2 separate regions of the Mus musculus genome follow, and region 2 is linked to region 1. Evidence: chromatin contacts called from public ChIA-PET data. All regions are on one chromosome and are shown on one strand. Each heading gives the region's core, a stretch centred on a gene start, on an enhancer-like site or on the middle of the called end of the contact. The rest is flanking DNA. Distances are from core to core; before and after follow the strand shown.

What was found. ChIA-PET counts read pairs in DNA pulled down with a chosen protein or histone mark.
Region 2: a contact with region 1 is called in an RNA polymerase II ChIA-PET map of effector CD8 T cells, with 82 read pairs. The contact joins the enhancer-like site here to the promoter of Rpl21 in region 1. A contact is called at or near these places in 5 of 39 promoter capture datasets (3T3-L1-derived adipocytes, embryonic stem cells, macrophages and 2 more), 3 of 484 Hi-C or Micro-C datasets (the 3T3-L1 cell line, the N1E-115 cell line and cerebral cortex), 8 of 115 datasets of contacts at active chromatin or transcription factors (the SCID.adh cell line, astrocytes, effector CD8 T cells and 2 more) and 2 of 9 other capture datasets (adipose tissue and pancreatic islet).

What each region holds. Positions count from the first base shown.
Region 1 is chr5:146,831,633-146,837,429 of GRCm38.p6, reverse strand. Rpl21 (ribosomal protein L21) reads right to left here and starts at 4,540. Exons shown (of 6, transcript NM_019647.6): 1 at 4,259-4,540; 2 at 3,168-3,246; 3 at 2,921-2,982; 4 at 2,326-2,438; 5 at 1,716-1,866; 6 at 398-1,566. The coding sequence starts at 3,234. The coding sequence ends at 1,477. LOC115490268 (a small nucleolar RNA gene) reads right to left here and starts at 2,596; the gene lies at 2,526-2,596. LOC115490276 (a small nucleolar RNA gene) reads right to left here and starts at 2,286; the gene lies at 2,158-2,286.
Region 2 is chr5:146,865,260-146,871,347 of GRCm38.p6, reverse strand. The region is part of intron 2 of Gm38748 (a long non-coding RNA gene); the gene reads right to left. Among named protein-coding and RNA genes, the nearest start is that of Gm38748, 10 kb to the right of the region's middle. Within about 2 kb of position 3,432, at least 168 of the 459 cell types and tissues checked have an H3K27ac peak or open chromatin away from gene starts, as enhancers often do. A contact at or near this core is called in the N1E-115 cell line, the SCID.adh cell line, adipose tissue and 5 more, where this site is marked.

The DNA.
Region 1 (5,797 bases), core at 3,291-5,790:
AATTTTGATTCTGTTTAGACTTGGATGCTATGGAGGGATTTTACTCAAACAAAGCCCAGTTAAACTCAAGGCTTTAAGTTTCTGAAGTGAACAGAAAACCTCTGAAAAACAAGCCTTGTAACAGACCATAGTGCCCGTGAGCCAAAATGAAAAACATACCAAAGACTAGAGCAGAACCCTATTTCCCAAGGCACTAACCTTGGCAATCAGGGATGCCAATTATTTACTCTTAAAAACCATCACTAAACTGAGCAGTGGTGGCACATGCCTTTAATCCCAGCACTTGGAAGGCAGAGGCAGGTGGATTTCTGAGTTCGAGACCAGCCTGGTCTTCCAAGGCAGCCAGAGCTGCAGAGAAACCTTGTCTCGAAAAACCAAACCATCACTAACAAAACAGTTGAAGCTCTCCAGTGCATTTAATGCTAACAGAATCACCACAACCAAGGACTGGGGTGGGCATCTGCAGAGTCCCTCACTGAAGACATGATGGAAGATGATGACAATTCTGTGAACTGAATACTGGGCACATGCGTACCCACATTCACACCATGTGGACACATGTTAAACACATCATTAGGTGTTAATGAGCTGCGGCCACTGTAGCAAGAATGTTAGCTCCATTGCCTATGGAGGTGGCTAATGGGGACTTCACACAGTTTAAAAGTAGCCCCACTACATAACAGGATGTTAACCAAGCAATCTCTTTCACTAAGACAGGTAGTACTTCTAGAGAACCCTCTTACCTATACCGTAAATTTCTGTATAGCTGCCACAGCAAGCAAGAATATAGTTATTTGCTTGTCACTGCCGACTCCAACCCTGGGCTACAACCTAAGCACTGCCGACATGGCCACCAGAGACCACTTAAGGTCCATTAGACTCTATCCTCCCCACTCTGTGGCAAGGTTAAATGCACCCACCAAGTACAACTTCAAAGACAAGAAAGGTGAACCAAAGGCCAGTACACATTGTTTCAAAGATGGTATGGTGGGCCATATATAATCTTTAGGTTAGGAAAACAATCAGTGCTTTCTCAGCAAGCAGTACCAAATGTCTGTGGCCAGCCCTCTCCTGGCTTAGGTCTGCCCACTTTGGAGAATTTTGGTTATTTTCAAAGTGGGAACCACAGATACCCACTCCCTAATACCAGCATGCTACTATGCACATCATGCAGCCTGAAGATCCCCCTGCCTCGGACTCCTGGTGCTAGGAGTTAGAGCTGTACCACCATTACTGGTCACCCACTAATGTTTTCCAGCACCCCCTCCCCCCATATAGAGCCTCTTCAAACTAGTATACCTGTTTTGTAAATATTTGGCTATTTTCCAATCAAGAGGATATTTTCTGCACACTAAGCTGTATCATTTAGAACAATTAGTAAAATCTGAACAAGAAAGCCAATGAGCAAACCCCACACTACAGTCTAAGGAAAACACTTCACAGTCCTGGTGCTGGTATTTTATTTCTTTGTGTACATTAGGCCATGAATTCGTATGGAATGGGCTCCAACAGCTCAGGCTCTTTTCCATTAGTCCTCACAAAGTGTGCTTCTCTGGGTGGCGCAGGCTGGTAAGAAAAAAAATGAAATTATAGTGAAGTTTAGTGGTTTTTGGAAATAATGAATACACACTTCTTAAGCTTATTAACAAAGTGAGCCAAGTTCTAAGGGTTCCTCAAGATTAACAGTGAGTGAACACCGCCAAGGCAGCTCTCACCTGGCGCTTCAGCTGCACCCAGGTGCCCTTCTCTTTGGCTTCCTTTTTCTTCTGGTCATTCTCCTTCACCCGCTTCAGGAAGCTGTCTCTGCTCTTTGAGTGCTTGATGTGCTCAATCCGCACATTGATCCTCTTGGCCAGAATTTTGCCCCTGGAATGAGCAAAGACCGGTAAGTTCTAAATGCTTCACTCAGAAACACAGTACAATGTACGCTGTTCTGACAGCTGTTAACTAACACTCCCCCAAGATCAACATGGTGACATGTCAATCATTCTCACCCAAAGGAAGAGGCCTCGAGAGCACTTTAAAGCTCCTTTTTCTGATAAAAACAGACCCCAAACCACAGTAACTTAGCCAAACCAGGCAAAGGAAGCCTGTAACGAAGTTTTAATGCTATAAAAGCCAGCACCGACTACTCACAGAATCCGGCCTCCCCAACGTTAATGTTTCCCCTGACAGGTTACAAGACAAACACTTAAGTTTGCCTGAGTTTTAAAAGGTTATTTCCTTTGCCCCACTTGAATGGCCAATGAAGACATTAAGTCCAATTGGCAAAGTGAAAGGGGGGGTGAGGCCAGCTACTTAGTCAAAGAAAGGCGCTCTACTCACTTAACCTGCTTGTTGACAATGATGCCCACGGCATGCTGGGTGACATTGTAGACTCTTCCGGTTTTGCCGTGGTAGCACTTATGGGGCATTCCTTTTTGAACAGTGCCCATTCCCTAGTCAACAGAAAAAGTATTATTCCAGAAATTCCTCTTTTCAAATCCTTGTAACTAACCAAGGCTCCCTTTCAAGGTCAGCTCAAGAACTCTCAGAGCCGGTGAAATGTGGTTTTCACATTGCATCAAGCAATCAAACAGACAATCATCATTAAGTTCCAGAGCGACAGAATCTGTTCAACGACCCATCAAAGGACACGGCCTTCACGGGGGGTTCCGTAACACTGCCATCTTTAATAACAAATATTATCTTCATATGGGGGTCTAACTGTACAGCCTCATCTGGCCTTGAACTAGAGAAATCTGCTTGCCTTTGCACTGAGTGCTAGCTAGGCTCAAAGGCATGAGGCAGCGCTCTCAATTCCTAATAAGGTTATTTTTAACTGTATCTTTTACTTTTCCCCCATCCTGGGCTATTAACTTCAAGTAATTAAATCACAATTCCTAACACGTGTGCCCTTCCCTCCACTCCATCAACTTACCTTGATGTCTACAATATCACCCTTCTTGTAGATTCGCATGTATGTGGCCAAAGGAACAACGCCTGCAAAAGGAAAAAAAAAAAAAATCAAGACTTCTAGAACCACAGGTACACTTTCATGAGTATACCAGTTTCCAACCCAAGTCCACATTCGGCAGTTACATACACTGTAAAGGACAATGTCTCTGACAAGCAAAGCCAGACTAAGACATGCCACTTCTCCTCAGGCACAGACATAACAAACTTACCATGTTTCCTAAAAGGCCTAGAGAACATGTACCGGGTGCCTCTCCTCTTTCCCTTTGTGTTCGTCATTTTGGCGAGTTACTGAAACCAGAAAAGTTATCAGTCAAATAACAATTCACAGTTTATGTTATTAACTGTCCCAATAACCACACCCCCAAAAGTCATCTTGTCGCACAGGGCAGGCCCTCTCAACCTCAGCACCTCCGTCAACCTTCCAAATCACAGGAATTGAAAATGGGTGCCCACAATTCCTCTTAGCAAAAGAGGCCAAATTCTATCATTAGCACCATCAGACTGGATGCTAGAACTTAAGCCAATACATTGCAACCTGCAACTCCAGGGTAACTTGAAGACCACCAAACTCAGCCTCTTTGATGCTGTTTAATTCCATTTTACTACAGTAGCTTTCTATCAACAATCTCTTAATCGCACACCTGCACTTTCGAATGCTATTAGGAAGCATGCATAGAAAACCACATTCCAACTAAATTTAAATGCTAATTTAACACCATCTACGAACTTACCTACTACACATATTTAGAACCAGATCGTGTATTCCCACAAACCAACAAGGTTTGGATTACTCCAGTCATCCAGGGCAGAAATACCCGCCATTCCTAACCACAAGGGAAGCTCCAAAGCATGGTGTACTAGACATAACCCCTTGCCCTTGTAGTCTTAAGCAGCCTTAATGTTACCTTCCTTCCCCACGCTCGTCTTCTAGGGCCAAAATTCCTAAGTGTTTCATGTATCCAGAGGAAGGGTCCCCATTACATCATTACCAGGCTGACCCGGCGGGCACCCTCCTCGCCCGAGCCAATTCCAGGCTTCGGCACCCCGGCATCGTTAAGACCCAAGCAGAATCCTAAGTCCCAGCCCGACAGCACATGCTCAAGTCTGGGGTTGGGCGGACGCCCGGCAACCAAGACTGCGCCAGGCCCGGCTCCCCCGGATAGAAGCTCCCTAGCATACACCGCCCAGGGCAGTGACCTCCAGACGGTCTCCCCACGCCCCTAACACGCAGTCTCTGCGGCGTGGGCGCCACACGCAGCGTGTGTGGAGAACAAGACGAGAGAGCCACGCGCGTACCAACCTGGAAGATGGCTGCGGCGGCCGAAAGGAGGAGGGCGGGGCTGCGCGCTCTTACAAGGCCCGAGGGCTGCCCGCGAAGCTGCCTGAAGAGAAACGCCGGGCCCGCGAGGCTGGTCGAGAGAACCTCATCGTCCCGATAACCTGGAGACGCCGTGAGGACACGCTCCCCGGCGCAGATTAAAGGCAGCAGGCCAACAGAAACTCACTCAGGCATCCTGCTAGACATCCCGGAATGGGGCCCTCGCGGGCGTGGAGCCGGACGCGACTTCCGTAGCGTGCTGACGTTACCTTGCGTCGTGTGACGTAGGAGGCACCGCCTCTCTGGGTTGCCCAGCGTTTTGCGGTGTGGTACTTGTTAGTGTTAGTGTCTCCTGAGTTTCCAGGCCATCCTGAGCCACATAGGCGAGACCCTGTCTCAAACAAAACAAAACGCCTCACTTTGGTTTTCTTTCCTCTCATACCTGTAGCTCGAGCCTATCTAGAGACTAGCCTATCTTGTCTATTAATTGTACAAAATAATAGGTTTCATTTTGACATCTTAAGACAGGCGTGTGTGTAAAGTACTCTCATCATAGGCACCCCATTAGCCTTTTCCTTCCCTTCCTGTCTCCCTGGCTGTAGATAAGGGTGTTTAGTCAGTCATACTGGAAGCAGTATTCCTAATAATCTATGGGGATAACCGAATTGGATATTACGAGCGCTCGAATAATAGATGAGGACTTTGAGAGATGAACATTGTTATTTTTATAATAGCTATTCGGATCGTCATTCCACATATGCAGTAGTGCCCCACTTAAAATTGGAGACATTAATTTCTGTCCTTAGTATGCGTTCTTGGGAAGGTAATTCCCACCTTCAGCAAAACAAGAAACTAGCGTGCTGGTTCAGCCAGGAGGCTGGAGTGAGTGCACGTCTTAAGCTGAGATCTCTGCCAAGCCATGCTCACGGACAGCCTGCTGACCGGAGTCTTCTGCCTGCTTCCAAGCTTCATCCTTGAATATTTATGAACTCTGAAAACCACTGTATCCGGCTAATAAACCCCAATAATAAATTCGCTAAAATCCAGCGAGTGACATATCCAGCCAGGGTTAGGTTCTGCTGTTTGAAATCCCTACATGATGACCATTTAATTGGAAGGTTCTGTAATAAGACTGAAGCCCTAGCCGGGCGTGGTGGCGCAGGCCTTTAATCCCAGCACTTGGGAGGGCAGAGGCAGGCGGATTTCTGAGTTCGAGGCCAAGGCTGGTCTACAGAGTGAGTTCCAGGACAGCCAGGGCTATACAGAGAAACTCTCTTGAAAAACCAAAAAAAAAAAAAAAAAGAAAAAAAAAGACTGAAGCCCTATCTCAGTGTGTGAAAAACATAACTGATTTAATTAACCAGGAGTTTAATCCGAGGCTTCAATTATTGAGCAAACTTTAATATCTATGACCAAATTATGTACGGTTACTTATAATTAATTTTTATCTTGGTCATAACAAAATTTTATCCCCAAGGCAATTTTTGTTTGATTTTGAGATAGAGTCTCATTGTGTGGCTA
Region 2 (6,088 bases), core at 2,183-4,682, 35 kb before region 1:
AATCCCAGCACTTGGAAGGCAGAGGCAGGTGGATTTCTGAGTTTGAGGCCAGCCTGGTCTACAAAGTGAGAAACTCTGTCTCGAAAAACTAAACTAAACAAGAAAGAAAGGAAGGGAGGGAGGGAGGGAGAGAGAGAGAGAGAGAGAGAGAGAGAGAGAGAGAGAGAGAGAAGAAAGAGGAACATCAATTGAGAACATGTTTCCATTATAAGGTAGAAAATTTAAGTTTGACCCCCTAGACCAAGTTGGAGCTAAGAAAGAAAAATAGTTGGTCCCTGAAGCAGCCTGTTCTGAGAACTGGCTGACCATAGAACAGGTAATTATACAAGCCGGTTCAGTGACCTCATTCCAGGACCTGGCTGACCACAAAAGTTAGATTAAAATCTTGAGAAGCAGGGAATTTCCCCTTGTGACTTTTAGTTCCACCTTGTATTTTTCACCGGTATTTTCAGTATTCTCCAATAACGCTCTCCCTACCCCCTTGGGTTATGGTTTTTCCTTTAAATACCCCCTTTCCCAGATACTTGGGGTCTACGGTCCTCTCCCCCTGCATGGTGTACAACTGTGGGCCCCAGAGCACACCTGGAATAAAAAGTCCTCTTGGCGGTTTGCATCAAGGCCGTTTCTTGTGAGTGATTTGGGATGTCGCCTCTCCTGAGTCAGAACATGGGGGAGTGCTCACTTTGTGGGTCTTTCACCATCAGAATGGTTGAAGAACATTTTCTTGATCACCAGTTAGCATAAGGAGGCCCAGCTTACTGTGGGTGGTGCCACCCTGGGCAGGCAGGCCAGAATTGTATTGAAAAGCAAACTGAACAAGCCATGAGGAACGGGAGGAACACACTGTTAAAGAGCATTCCTCCATGGCTTCTGCTCCATTCCTGCATCTATGTCCCTGACTTGAGTTCCTGCCTCTACTCCTCTTAGTAATGGAGTATGTTCGGGACACGTGAGCTGAAATAAATTCTCTCCTCCCCAAGTTGCTTTTAGTCATAGTATTCTATCATAGCCCCAAGACAGCTAGACATATTTAAAACATAATCTTAAAGACCATATCTAATTATTCTTATAATTGGATTTGGTTTGGTTTGGTTTTGGTTTTGGTTTTTTTCAAGACAGGGTTTCTCTGTGTAGCCCTGGCTGTCCTGGAACTCACTCTGTAGTCCAGGCTGGCCTCTAAATCATAAATACGCTTGCCTGTGCCTTCCAAGTGCTGGGACTAAAGGCATGCACCACCACTGCTGGGCATATTTGGAATTTTAAAAGATAAGTGGAAATTATTCTTGGTTGCTATATCAATATGTAAATGATGTTTTCAATTTTGCCTCTTGGTTCTGTTCTGTTGCTGTGAAGAGACACCATGGCCAAGGTAACTCTTATAAAAGAAAACATTTGATTAGAGATTTGTTTATAATTTCAGACGGTCAGTCCTGTCTGGCACAATAGTGGCCTGAGAGAAGCTCCACCTGCTACTGTAAACCTAGAGTGTGAATGGACCGGTCATAGGTCCCAGGGGACCATATTACTGTTGTTACACTGCTAAGTGGGAATGTGGCCCAACTGCTTCCTAAGTATTTGTGTTTGTATCCATAAATCAGTGCTGTTCTCAGCTGTGATCTAAGTGGCTTTTTCTGCAGCGGGAGTGGGTAGCAGTCTGTGCAGAGACTCCTGCAGCTGGCCCAAGCACTGGTCCATCTGACTGTCTGCATTAACCTCCCACCTCCACACCAAGAACTGACCCAGGGACTGTCATGGGAGATGGGGAGGAAGACTAAAAAACAGAGGATAGAGAGGGATGGTGTGAAATGCCATCTTCTGGGAGTGGAGGTGACATGACTGTGACATTCCTTTCTTCAGCTATGGTTGTCTGCATGTGATTGAGCTAGTCTTCTAGAACAAACAGGAGAGGGTCCATGAGGTTCCCCCCACCCAAACTGAGAAGCTATTAGCAGTTGGTGGCTGCTGAACAGGGGCAGTCATTTTTCTTTAGGGATGTGTGATCACTGGTAGGTTGTCCACGCTCTGGTGGGGGATGGGCCCATGTGCATTCAGACAATACTAAATGAACTCAGTGGGCACACACACACACACACACACAAACACACATCAGAGGGCATGAGGTGTGGGGGTGTGGGGAATACATGCTGGGCATCTGGAGAGAGTAGAAGGGTGGATATGAGCAGGATACATTGTATACATTGTAGAATTGTCAAAGAACGAATAAAAATATTCTAAAAAAGAAAGAAAGAAACTGTGGGTGAGGGTGGGGCTCACCTTTACTACCAGCACTCGGAAGGCCGAGGCAGGAGAATCTCTGAGTTCAGCCAGATATACAGAGCAAGTTCCAGGGCAGCCAGAGTTACACAGAGAAATCCTGTCTTGGAAAACCAAATGGAAGAGGAAGTAGCTGCATTAGCAAACGTTAGCAAATTTCAGCCGGCGTGTGTTTGATGGACTGTCCCATGCTCTGAGATGGGCACTCCTGCCCTCCCTAACTCTTCAGACACTCCCTCTTCTGGTCCTCCTCCCATCTGGTGATGTCCCTCTCTGATCCTGTCACAGGCTTCTTCATCCACTTATAATCCTCGAAGTTACCCTCCTTGATTCCATCCCAGTCTACCTTCCCTCTTATCCTCCCACAATACCCTCATCTTGGACAAATTCATTCACCCCAAAGTCTGGCTTCTGGTGCATGTGCCTCAGGGTCCCACAGCTCAGCCTTGGCCAGGCTCACTTCAGAATTCAGCTTGAAGAAGAGCTGGGGCCTCCAGGAAGGGACACTCTCCCTGTGGCGTCTGCCAAGCGCTCAAGGGGAAACCTACCTGTCCTGTTCTCCACTATGTCTCTGATAGTGCTTAACACAAGCCAGATGCTGAAACAATTCCCTCCAAGGAAGAGAGAGAAAAGGAAAGAAGGGGAAGAGGAAAAGAGGGATTGGGGTGGGGGATGGGGACAGAAGCTGACTTAAGCCTCTGCTGTTTACCAAACCCTTGTCTTTGGGCAAACAACTCAGCCTTCCAGACCCCAATAGCCTCAGAGTTCCCATTTACAGATCTAGGCTTTCTGGGGGTTCTGAAGTCTGAGCCAGATGATAGAGAAAAGGTTACCTCAAGGTCTGGCCAGAAACTATGGTCCCCATGCCGCTGTCATTATCACTGACAGGGACCATGGGGCCCTTGAGGAGTAAGGGACAGAGCAGCTGAGGTCATTCACTTTCCACGGGTAGACCTGTATCCTCCCCGCCTCCCAGAAGCCCTGGCACCCTGGGGGCTCCCAAGAAAGGCTGTGACTCTCCCCGTTAGGGCTACCACCCAGTTGCTGGGAGATGGCTGAAAACCTCTTCATCAGATCAGCAGTTTCTGACATACACAAAGAAGGAGCCAGCAGACCCATTAACACACTCAGTGCGTTCTGAACCGCCAGGAACTCGGCCTGAATCACTACCCTTGTCAACAGTGCCTCTTGGCAGTGTCTGAAGATTCTGTCCTCAGCTTCGGACCGGGTTTCTTAACTGGGAGGGGGGGAGGGGGGCGGCAGGAAGCAGGAAGGAGCCTCACTGCTGACCGAGTGCCCACTGTGCTAAGAACATTCAGTTACACAGATGGAGGGACAGCAAGGACAGCTGATGGTAGCGCGTGGGACCGGAGCTCAGCCTTTAGGAGGAGACTAAGCATTTTAGCTTTAGAACTAGCTCTAGGCACCGGAGCACTGAGTGGGTGGAGGGGCGTGGCAGGTGTCTTGGCTAGGCGGCGGTAAGAAAGCATCAAGCGTCGTAGAAGAAACAGCTCACATGATAGAATTTCCCCCTCCTGTTTCTGGAGGCTGAGATGCCACTGATCAGATCATAAAGCAAATTTAGAATCTGGGGAGGGCCTGCTTCCTGGCTCATGGATGGCGCCTGTTATCTGGGTTCTCACAGGACTGAAAGAGTGCTCAGGGGTGGGGGTGGGGAGGAATATGGTGATGCGTGCCTATACTCTCAGGGCTTGGAAGCTGAAGCAGGGGGATGGTAATGCTGAGGCTAGTTTGGGCCACATAAACAAAACCCTGGGTTAAAATTTGAATCTAGGGCTGACGAGATGGCTCAATGGGTAAGAGCACTGACTGCTCTTCCGAAGGTCCTGAGTTCAAATCCCAGCAACCACATGGTGGCTCACAACCATCCGTAATGAGATCTGACGCCCTCTACTGGTGTGTCCGAAGACAGCTACAGTGTACTTACATATAATAAATAGATAAATCTTTTTTTTTTAAATTTGAATCTATAACGCCCCACACAGGCTTATGACTTGAATGCTTGCTCCTATAGGGGGAAGGGAGACCTAGATGGAATAAGAAGGTTCCTTGAGGCAGGCTCCAGGTATGTGTATATTACCTCTGGTCACTTCCTGTCTCCCTGTCTTCTGGCCCACCATGACATGAGCCAAGTTCTTTGCCCTATCTTGCCCACCAGGATGGGCAGTGACCCTGAAACCTGTGAGCCTGTGAGCCAAAATTATATCTCGTTTTTTTTTTTTTTTTTTTTTTAGGCCACTGTGATTAAAAAGTAACTGCTATTAGCGGGGTGGAGAAAGAGGGGGAGGGAGGGAAGGAGAGGGAACGCGAGAGGGAGGGAGATTGCTCTCTGATGTTCTGTTATAAGCTCAAAAATCCCTTTGTGAAGGCACACACTATGGTTCATCCAGTCTTAGCCCAGTCCTAAAGCCCCCTGTCCTAATAGCACCCCACCATGGAAGAAGGGTTTGATACATGAATTTAGGCTATGGAAGATATGATGTCATATCTTGGTTGTCAACTTTACTGCAAACTGCTGGGCACTTCTACAGGGGCCTTTCTTAATCAGATTATTAAAAACATAAAGCCACGCCCTGAATGTGTGCAGCCCAGATAAAAAGATATGGATGGAAAGAAGAAATTTTGCTTTTTGCCTGCTTTTTTTGTTTGTTTTTTGTCTTGCTGGCAAGTTCATGTATCTCTTTGCTACAGCTTTCCTTTGGCAGTTTTAGAACCAACTTCTCCAATCTTCCAGAATAGACTGAGGACCGGCAGCCTCTCCAGGAGCCCCCCCAGGGTCAGACTGGGACTGTTGAGACCTTCAGCCTCCTGGACCAACTGACCCCTGCATTCTCAGCCTCTTCACTGTGATAGAGACATTGTTGGGCCATCAAACTGCATCCTGTAAACTAAGCTAATGAGTCCCACCTTAGTGTATGTGTGGTGTGTGATGTGATGTGTAGTGTATGTATGTGTATGTGGTATGGTGTGTATGTGTATGTGTGGTTGGTAGGTGTGGTATGGTGTGTGTATGTTTGTGGTGTGTGATGTGTGGTGTGTACTGTGTGTGTGTGTGTGTGTGTGTGTGGTGTGGAGTAATGTGGTGTGTGATATGTGGTGTGGCAGGTAGTGCATGTGTATGTGGTGTATGTATGGTGTGATGTGTGTATGTAGTGTGTGTACAGTGTGTATGTGTGTGTGTGGTGTGTGTGTTCTACCAGGTCTGTGCCTTCAGAAGATTCTAACATGGGATCATAGGCAAGGCATTTACAAGCATTTATTCCACATGGCAGGAAGCAGCCTTCCTGACCTAAATGCATGTTTTTGACCACAAAGGCTTCCTGGTGAGCGCCAGTTACTGCAGAGTAGAGAGGGCCAGGCCTGGAGCAGGACCCTATGAAGTTTGTATTCTGATGGCTGAATGACCTCTGTATGACCTCAGAAGAGTTTAACTTCCTGTGTTTTCATCTTCTCTGTAAAACGGGAGTGGAAATCACCATTTGCCTCACGAACATGTGTGATGCTAACCGTGGTGCCTAGGACAGTGCCTGACACAAACACTATCTCAGTACTGGCATCACCGAAGAAGCTGATGCAGCTACACTAAAGGCGGCCAGTGAAGAGACTGGAGAGATGGCTGTGTGGTTAAGAGCACTGACTGAGTCTCCAGAGGACCCAGCCTCAGTTCCCAGCACCCATATGGCAGCCCATTACCACCTATAACTCCAGTTCTAAGGGATCCAACATCCTTTTCTGGGCTCTTTGGGCACCATGCATCTAGAGAGTGAACTTCGATGTATTCAGGTAAAACACT